Linked DNA regions of Mus musculus: region 2 is linked to region 1. A link is a contact called in public promoter capture Hi-C data. All regions are on one chromosome and are shown on one strand. The core of a region is the stretch at or near the end of the contact, and the rest is flanking DNA. Distances in the headings are between cores, read along the strand shown. Region 1 holds the start of Zfp467 (zinc finger protein 467). Region 2 holds the start of Rarres2 (retinoic acid receptor responder (tazarotene induced) 2).

Region 1 (4,157 bases), core at 902-3,401:
ATCCAGGAGTGTGGGTGTGTGAGGGGACCACAGCTGGACACTTTGAGCCCCTGGCTTTTCTACACTGTCAAGCACTACCACAAACTAATATATGAGTGTGGTCAAGACACCTTCCCTTTCTGGGCGTTTGTTTCCTTACCAGTAAAAACTTCAGGGACTTTCCAAGGCTGCACAGATGGGCCTCAATAAGCTTTTTGAAACTTCAGGTGTGGGAGGGTCTCTCCACCCTCCAAAAACTGCAGGGCTAGAGAGAAGGTGGCTCAGTGTTTTAGAACACTTGATACTCCCAGATTTGGTTCTCAGCAACCAAACTTTTAGCTCATAACCACCCATATATATAGGCAAAACACATGAAATAAGCCATTGCCTTTATTATGGTGTTCTCTCTATGCTCTTTCCTCTCCCTGTCCCCTCAGCTCAGGTGCACAGGAAGAGAAAACACCCAAGTTATGTGGAGACAATATGGAACCGTAAACCCTTCGCTCAGTGAAGTCAGTCTTTTGAGGGTATCTGTATGAGGTGGTTGGGGCCATTTGGTCACCTGTGGTTTTTCTGAGGGCCCCAAAGCATTCAAACACTGAAAGGATCCAGGAAGATGGGAAGGAGAGAAGGGTGGAATAAGAGCGGGGGCGGGGGGAGCTTGTTCCCCCTGCCCCTGGATGGAGCAGTGTTAAGCCGGATAGAATAATCCCAGCATCCGTCTGGTTTAGAGGAGGCAGCTGCAGGCTCCACAGGCAAATCCTGGTTACATCCTGGTCACCAGTAGGCCTCCAAGGCCACTGGGCTGGAATGCGGCTGGACCGGAAACTCTGAATCCTTCTATTTCATAATGAAATGAGGTCCCACTGGGCATCCTGCATGGTCACCCCACCTGGTGCACCCCACCTGGCCTGGGGGTTCCTTCCTCTGGGCCTACTATTGGGCCTGGGACCAAAATAGGGCCAGTATGAGTTTCCCCAGTTGCTTCCAGATATCTAGGGTTGGTGCCTGGGAGTTGAGCAGTCCTGGGGAAGGGTCAGCATCTATTCTGGGCACAGTGTCCTTCTAACTTCTCTAACATTCTCACCTGGCCACTGTTCCTGCATATCCTACATACGTGGACTGCAGTTCTCAAAGCCCATTCTTGCACACAGAGAGGGACACAAACTCTGCTCCTAGCCATCTTTACTCAGTGAAGCAGCCAGTTATTAAAAGAGCCTTTTGCATCTTGAGTCACAGGACCTCCTGATCCTTCAGGTCGGTCTCCATTGCTCCAGATTTCACTCTAACTATCTGTAAATGTTGAGGACATCCCTGCTCCATCTTATAAGGCTAGCCTTGGGTCACTGCCCTGATTCCACAGGTGTCACTATCCTTGTGTCAGGGTGCCATTGTCAGGGACCGTGTCCTATCCAAGAGGGCCATTTAATGGCCTCCTCTTCCCAGACTCTCTCCCAGCAGCTCTGTTCTGCAACTTGGCTGACAAGGGAAGCTTGGACTGGGGAGAAATGTAACTTGGATCTGCCCTTTTCCCTACAGGGGCAGGCAGGCGGAAATGGGAGCCCATGGGAGTTTGAAGAAAAATCACAGGGCATGGAATATCCAGCCTAGATTTTAATTCCAGGGCTGGGTGAGGGTGTCTGAAGAGCAGAGGGGGATGGCTTAGGAGTACCTGCACCCATGAGCAGAAATGGTGGAAGTCTGGGGAGAGATCCACACCTAACGCCAGGAGGTTTTCTTACCCACGGACAACACTCCCCCGCCCCCGCCCAGCCCCGCCCCACCTCACCCCCTGCAGTTTCCATGCCTGTCCAGCGGTCTCAGTCGGGGACTTGGTTCCTTTTTCCCCATTTTCTACTTTGAGAGCCCTCTCTCTGCCCTCTTAGATTGGTTCTTAATCCTCAGTCTCCGCGGTGAGACTTGGATCGCGTCCTCCGGTCTGGGTGGATCCTGGTGGAGAGTTTTTTGACCGATTCTCCCAATCTCTGCTGGCCAGACAGTCTCCCGCGGGACCGCGGCGCTACCACTTACTCGGCTGCCACTGGCGATTTTAAAGACAGCCATACACACATTGCTCTCCTCCCCAAACACGCCCCCTCCTCTCCCTACTCCCCCCAACTCTTCACTACTACCACCACCACCCCGTTCCGCGCTCCACCTTTCTCCAGCTCCTCCCTCCTAGGCTGTGAGCACCCTCCCTTCTAGCCCGAGTGCCCTTCCTTCTAGCCTCTTCTTCTCCTTCCTCTCCCCTCTGCCCTTCCTCGGTCCTAAGCTCCCACTTTCCATCTCCACACTCCGGGCATCTTGCCCTCAGACCGTCACCTGCACCCAAGCCCATTAGTGCACCCTCCCGCGGCAGGTCTCTCGAAGACCCTCCGCTTTAGCCTGTGCCCCGGAGCAGTGTTCCCGCTTCCCGGGTTCCTCCCCCCGATCACCCGCAACGCTGCCCCACACCCTCTCCCTCCGCGTCTTTCCTTCCCCTCCCCGCGAAGTTTCAGGGCTGTCAGTCCCGGAGTCTTTCGGGCAGCCCGCACCCAAGCTGCAGGCAGCCGGCGCCATTGTGCAAACGGCCGCCCGGGACCGGAGGCCCGAGCGCCTGGGTCCCCGAAGCGGGCCGCGGCACGTAGCCGCAGGAGCCCGCCAGGTAAGGACACCCGAGACTCCCGGGCAGGCGTCTCCCCCGCCACCCAAACGGAGCTTTACAAGCCCTGCCGACCCACGGCAGGTGACAACCCCGAGGGAAGGGGCGCGCAGACGCGAGTGTGGGGGAGGGGGGGGGTCAGACCAGGAGGGAAGGGAGTCAGGAGGGAGGGTCCTGGCGCAGATGGGGAGACTAGGAAACTGGAGGGGAGGGCAAGGACTCGGGGAGGCCCGGTGGGAGCAGGTGGGAAGAGGGCGGGAGGGGCCTGCGGGGAGGATCCCCAGGAGCGGGAGTAGGGTTCCTCGGGATAGAGGAAGGGTCCAGTGCGAAAGGGCAGGAAACGGGCTCAGGGATGGGGCTGGTCGGGAGCGAAGGACGCTGACAGGTGAGCCTAGAGCAGGGCAGGGGGCCGGGACCCGGAGTGACTCCGGAGCTCTAACAGGGGCGGGGATTGGGGGGAGTCTAGTCAGAAGGAAAACTCCGGAGAGGGCGTGAAGTCAGTGGGGAGCAGAAATGGGCAAGGGGGCTGCTGAGAGGGAGGTGTGTTGGGAAGAAAGGGGTATGGGGAGGGGCAGAACGAGGGAGTAGGTCCAGAGAATGTGGGGTTAGCTTGGATTCCCCCCCCCAAGATGGGGGGCGTGAGACCTGGAAGCTAGGGAGCGGACTAGGAGGGGGAGGGGAAGAACAAGGCTGGGGACCGGGAGGGGAGAGAAGCGGAGCCGGAGCTTGCAGGGTAGGCAGAGGGGGAAGGGAGGCGGGGGCCGCTGAGGGGGGAAGGAGAGCAGCGGGAGGGAGGGAAGCAGAGGGGAGGCTGGTGTGGGGGAGGGGGAGGGAACTGAGGAGAGGAAAGAAGGAAAAGAAACCCGAGTGGGGGAGGAGAGGGGAGGGGCAAGCGGATGGGGGAGAGCAGCTGAGAAGGGGAGGGCGGGAGTGGGGGGGGGGAGGAAGGAAAAGAGGAGGGGGAAGGAAGGGAGGGAGTGTGCAGCCTGGGGAGGGGGTGGCGTGCGGAGAACTAGGCGGGCGGGCACAGGAGGAAGGGGGAGGGGAGCGCTGCCCAAGACTGCTGGTAGAGGAGGGTCGGGAGAGGCCGTAGCTGCTGAGGGCCGACTCGAAGGGGGCCCCTGGGGGTTGACCCGACGGGTGCGCGCAAGGGAGGAGCCAAAGGGGCGGGGCAAGAGGAGGAGCCCCAAAAGGCTGCCAGATTTGGTGGGGAGAGAGGGCGGAAGGCAGCGAGAGGGGAGGGGCAGAGGGAAGGCTGCCAGGGAAGGGGGAGGGGAGCCTGCTAAAGGAGGGGCAGAGAACCGGTTGGAAGTGGAGCTGAGAAGTGCAAAAATCGGGGAGTGTCCTGGCCTGGTGTGGGGGTTGTTCTCGCCCGGTTAGTCCTATGGGGGTTGTGAGTCTTTGAGGTAGGGGTTTAGGGAGAGGAAGTCAGAGTCATTTACTACCTCTGCAATAGCCCTTGTTCACCTCCTCCCACCCCCGTATCCCTAAAGTGTTACTGGTCCTCCAGGGCTGGCTCTCATTTCACTAGCTACTG
Region 2 (4,157 bases), core at 522-3,021, 130 kb before region 1:
CATGCCATTGCCTGAATGACAGACTCTGGGGTTACTGTAGCCCTTTGTCATCTTACCAATATGGCCACATTTGAGTAAATCTTTTTCTGCTTTCCCCTATTATTGTTCTCTGTAACTAGGGACTTACAGCTTACTTCAAGAGGCTAGCTTACTGGGCCTGCCAGACACCACACTTTGACCCTAAGGTCTCTGATAACAATCCCAGGAAATGACAGGGACTATTAATGATATGCAGGCGTCCAGGTTTTCCCCATTTTTCTCAAGGTACCCAGAAGTTGAGACAACATTTGGACACATTTCTCTGCCTCCCCTTATGGGTTTCAGAAGCCCATTCTGTCTCAGCCACAGGCTCCTAATACTCAAAAAGCCTATGGAAGACCAGGAGTCATCTCACTTAGGATGCGGACCTCAGGAATGGCTCAGAAAAGCAGCATATGGAGCCAACAAGGCCGGGCAACAAGAATGCATTTCTGGAGGGAGTTTGCTGACAGGAGAGTCTCAGCTAGGGATTTTCCTCACCCAGGAAAGGCATAAGAAAAGGCAGCCCTGGGCAACTGAGGCTGTAAAAGAAAGTTCTTCAGTCCCCTTCTCTGCGGAGAAGGGGAGGGACTTAGTGGGAGAAGGGGCTTGTGAGGAGGGGAGCTGCAACCGGGATGTAAAGTGAATGAATTAATGAAAAATATGAAATAATAAATTAATAAATAATAATAATTTAGTGGAAAATAAAGTACAAGGAGGACTGTAGGACCTTCAAAGCACCCTTTCAAGATCTAAAAATCATTATGTTCCATGTTAGTTTTCTAACCTAATATAACATGGCCTTATTTTTTTTCAGCTTATTCATTTAATGTTGTTTTTGACTGAAATTAAACTATCTTTAGTGGCAATAAATACTCAGAATTAAAAAATACATTTCAAAAAGGAAGTTCTTCAGAGAGCACGTAGTCCTTCACCCCTCAGGGAAAAGGTCCACCTGGCCAGCAGAGATCTGGAAGCTTTCAGCTCCTCAGACAGGAAGCAGTGACATCAGGCTTCTGCACTTGCTCAAGTCCTGAGAGACTGAGCTGGGGAAATGAGCCGGGGTCAGGGGTCAGGTAGGCTGGTCGGGCGGAAGGTGCTAGGTGGACGGGACGACAGCTAAGGAAACACGTCCAGCCCAGCAAGCCTATACATGGAGGCCTGAGAGTTGTGACGGGTCCATAGAAGGGAGGGTCTGCTTGAAGCCTCTGCAAGGAAAAGACTGATGCCAGCCAGTCAAAGCCAGGCCTACGTGGCTGTGAACAAACCCGAGACATCAGGAAAGACATGATAGATGTCTGGTAGGCAGATGAAGGCAGCAGTCAGTGACACAGGAGCTCTCTCACTGGACACACAGGACAAACTGAAGCAACAGACCTGCTGCTACCTTGGTACTGAAGGAGCCTCAGTTTCCCCAACTGTCACTTTCTAGTGGAAGATCACCTGGTCAAGCGGGGATCTGTCAAAAAACGGCTCCCTCAAGTGTTGGCAGTCATGTGTTGAGAGATGACAAAGGAAAGGCAAAGGAAAGACTGGGTTGGGACTGGGATGGAGAAACACCCACTGCTGGGGACAGTTGTCTTGATGGCAGCTGCAGCCTGGTGTGAGGAGGGTTAAGCATCTTGCAGTTCCCACCCGCTCTGGATCTGCTCAGTCCTCCCACGTTTACGTCTTCTGAAAAATATTCAGCCTGCAGTCTCATTTGGTGCTCCAGGCCCTCCCCCTCCCCCTCCCCCTCCTTTGGCTCAATGCAAGAGGAAGGTCAGGGAACTTTGGGAAACAGAAAACTCCAAAACTCCGGACTCTGGGAGAAGGGTCAGTGGGAAAAGGCGGGGCTTTGGGGACCAAGAGAGAGGAGAAAAGGGAGATGAGAGGGTGAGAGGGAACAACTGCCAGGGAGCTGTTCCAGGGACCACACAGAAAAAGGCCTCGCTAAAGCAACAAACCTGATCATTTTCAAGGTACCAGAAAGAGGCTGGGGATTTTGGATATGGAGGGAAGACCCAAAAGGAGGAGAAAATGGCTCAGAAAAAAGGCTATAGTGGACATAACCAGCAGGATTACTTCCCGGGGCTGTTGGCAGGGAACTCTAAAACTTTGTTGGCCCCAAAGTTTCTTTGGAAACAAGGCCTTGCAGAATGGGAAGGGCTAGTTGGATACCAATGGAAGGGGTACTTCAGAAAGGGGCACTTCTGTCCCTAGGAGTAGGTCAGGCCACCACCACCACAGCTCCAAGAACTAAAGCCCACACACCATCTTTGCAGAACCATAGGACTGAGGTGAAGCCATGAAGTGCTTGCTGATCTCCCTAGCCCTATGGCTGGGCACAGTGGGCACACGTGGGACAGAGCCCGAACTCAGCGAGACCCAGCGCAGGAGCCTACAGGTGGCTCTGGAGGAGTTCCACAAACACCCACCTGTGCAGTTGGCCTTCCAAGAGATCGGTGTGGACAGAGCTGAAGAAGTGGTTAGTGGTGTGATTGGGTAGAGAGTGGAGAGCTGCAGCCCTGGAGACCAGTGAATTCCCAGAAAGCTGTACTGGGAAAGGTCCCCAGCCTGCCACCCTCCTAGGCTGTGCCAGTTCTAAGTTAAGGTGTTGGGGAAAAGAAAAGGAGTAACATGCAGGAATTATCTGCTTGCCCTGTCTGTCTGTCTGTCTGTCTGTAGCTCTTCTCAGCTGGCACCTTTGTGAGGTTGGAATTTAAGCTCCAGCAGACCAACTGCCCCAAGAAGGACTGGAAAAAGCCGGAGTGCACAATCAAACCAAACGGGGTGAGTAAGGGGTTCTTGCTGATGGGACAGGCTGCCAGGAAAGGAACCAGAGTCCAGGGAAGCGCTGTGCCCATCACCAGGGACTGTCTGCAAGGAGGGGAGGGTGAAGGGAAGAGAGAAATTTCTCCATCAGAGTGGGTCCTCCTAAAGAAACTTCTCTATGGAGTTTATCCTGTATTCTGGCCACGATACACACAGTTCACTGAAGGGTTTCACAGTAATCAGTCACCCTAGGGTGACACTACTGCTATGGACTGACCTCGGGCTGGTGGTGCGGCACTTTTGAGTTAAAGTTCTTGTTCTCTGACAGTTTTGTGGGTTCACTGAAGGTCCTTGTCCCCTCCCTGGGGTTAAGGGAAGAGACTGGATTATACTGGTGATTTAGCAAGACTCTTGGTTTGTTCAAAATAAATCTCAAAGGAAAAATGTAGATATGAGGCCAAGGTGGTAAGGGCCCTGGCTGTGCAAGCTTGGGGACCTGAGTTTAAATCTCAGCACCCATATGAAAACATCTGGGTGTGGCTACAGAGGAGTATCCCTAGGCTTGTTGGCTGCCAGCCTGACTGTAGGTACAGTGAGAGATTGTCTGCCAATGGAATAAAGCAGAGTGAAGTGAGACGCATACAGGTGTGAGTACACACACACACACACCAGAGAGAAACAGAGACAGGCAAACACCATCTGGGGAAGATTCGTGCCTTTAAACATGTTTGCACATTAACGCAGGCACTTGTGAATACACCCACGTGGTATATTGCCCATGAGCAGTACACATATGCATGCTCACACAGGAATGATACCTGCACAGGTAAAGTACCATAGTCTGCAGGCAAGCCAAGGGTGGCATACACTTGAAATGCCAGCATAGGAGAAGTTAAAGCAGGTGAACTGCAAGTTCTAGACCAGTCTGGGCTACTTCTTGAGACTGTCCAAAGAAGAGAACTTCTAAAATCTCCTATGCCAGGGTAAGCTGCATGTCCATCTGGCTCGCATGTCACCTCGCCCCTTGGATGTAGTTATGTTTCTGCTGCTGCCATAAAATACCATGACCAAGACCAACTAATAATAGGAAAGGTTTATTTTGGCTTAGGGTTCCAGAGGAATAAAAGTCCATCATGGTGGGAGGCAGGGAGATGTGGATGCCAGCAGGCATGGTGGCCAGAGCAGGAAGCTGAGAGCTCACAGCCTTCCTCGTAAACAGAACGCAGAAAGAGTGAATTGGGAGTGGTTCGAGGTTTTAAAATCTTAAAGCCTGCCCCACTGACGTACTTCCTCCATCAAGGTCAAACCTTCAAAACCTCCCCAAACAGCACTACCAACTGGAGACCAAATCTTCAAATATGTCAGCCTATGGGGGACATTCTTAT

What was found. Capture Hi-C pulls out chosen DNA fragments and counts their contacts.
Region 2: a promoter capture Hi-C map of adipose tissue shows a contact between it and region 1. The contact joins the promoter of Rarres2 here to the promoter of Zfp467 in region 1. A contact is called at or near these places in 3 of 39 promoter capture datasets (cranial neural crest, embryonic stem cells and liver), 2 of 484 Hi-C or Micro-C datasets (liver and pancreatic cancer cells), 1 of 115 datasets of contacts at active chromatin or transcription factors (craniofacial prominence) and 3 of 9 other capture datasets (adipose tissue, liver and pancreatic islet).

Annotation. Positions count from the first base shown.
Region 1 is chr6:48,443,819-48,447,975 of GRCm38.p6, reverse strand. Zfp467 (zinc finger protein 467) reads left to right here and starts at 2,151. Exons shown (of 5, transcript NM_020589.2): 1 at 2,151-2,623. It also overlaps a transcript of Sspo not described here.
Region 2 is chr6:48,570,416-48,574,572 of GRCm38.p6, reverse strand. Rarres2 (retinoic acid receptor responder (tazarotene induced) 2) reads left to right here and starts at 1,771. Exons shown (of 6, transcript NM_027852.3): 1 at 1,771-1,979; 2 at 2,283-2,485; 3 at 2,686-2,790. The coding sequence starts at 2,306. Lrrc61 (leucine rich repeat containing 61) reads right to left here. Exons shown (of 3, transcript NM_177736.3): 3 at 3,851-4,157.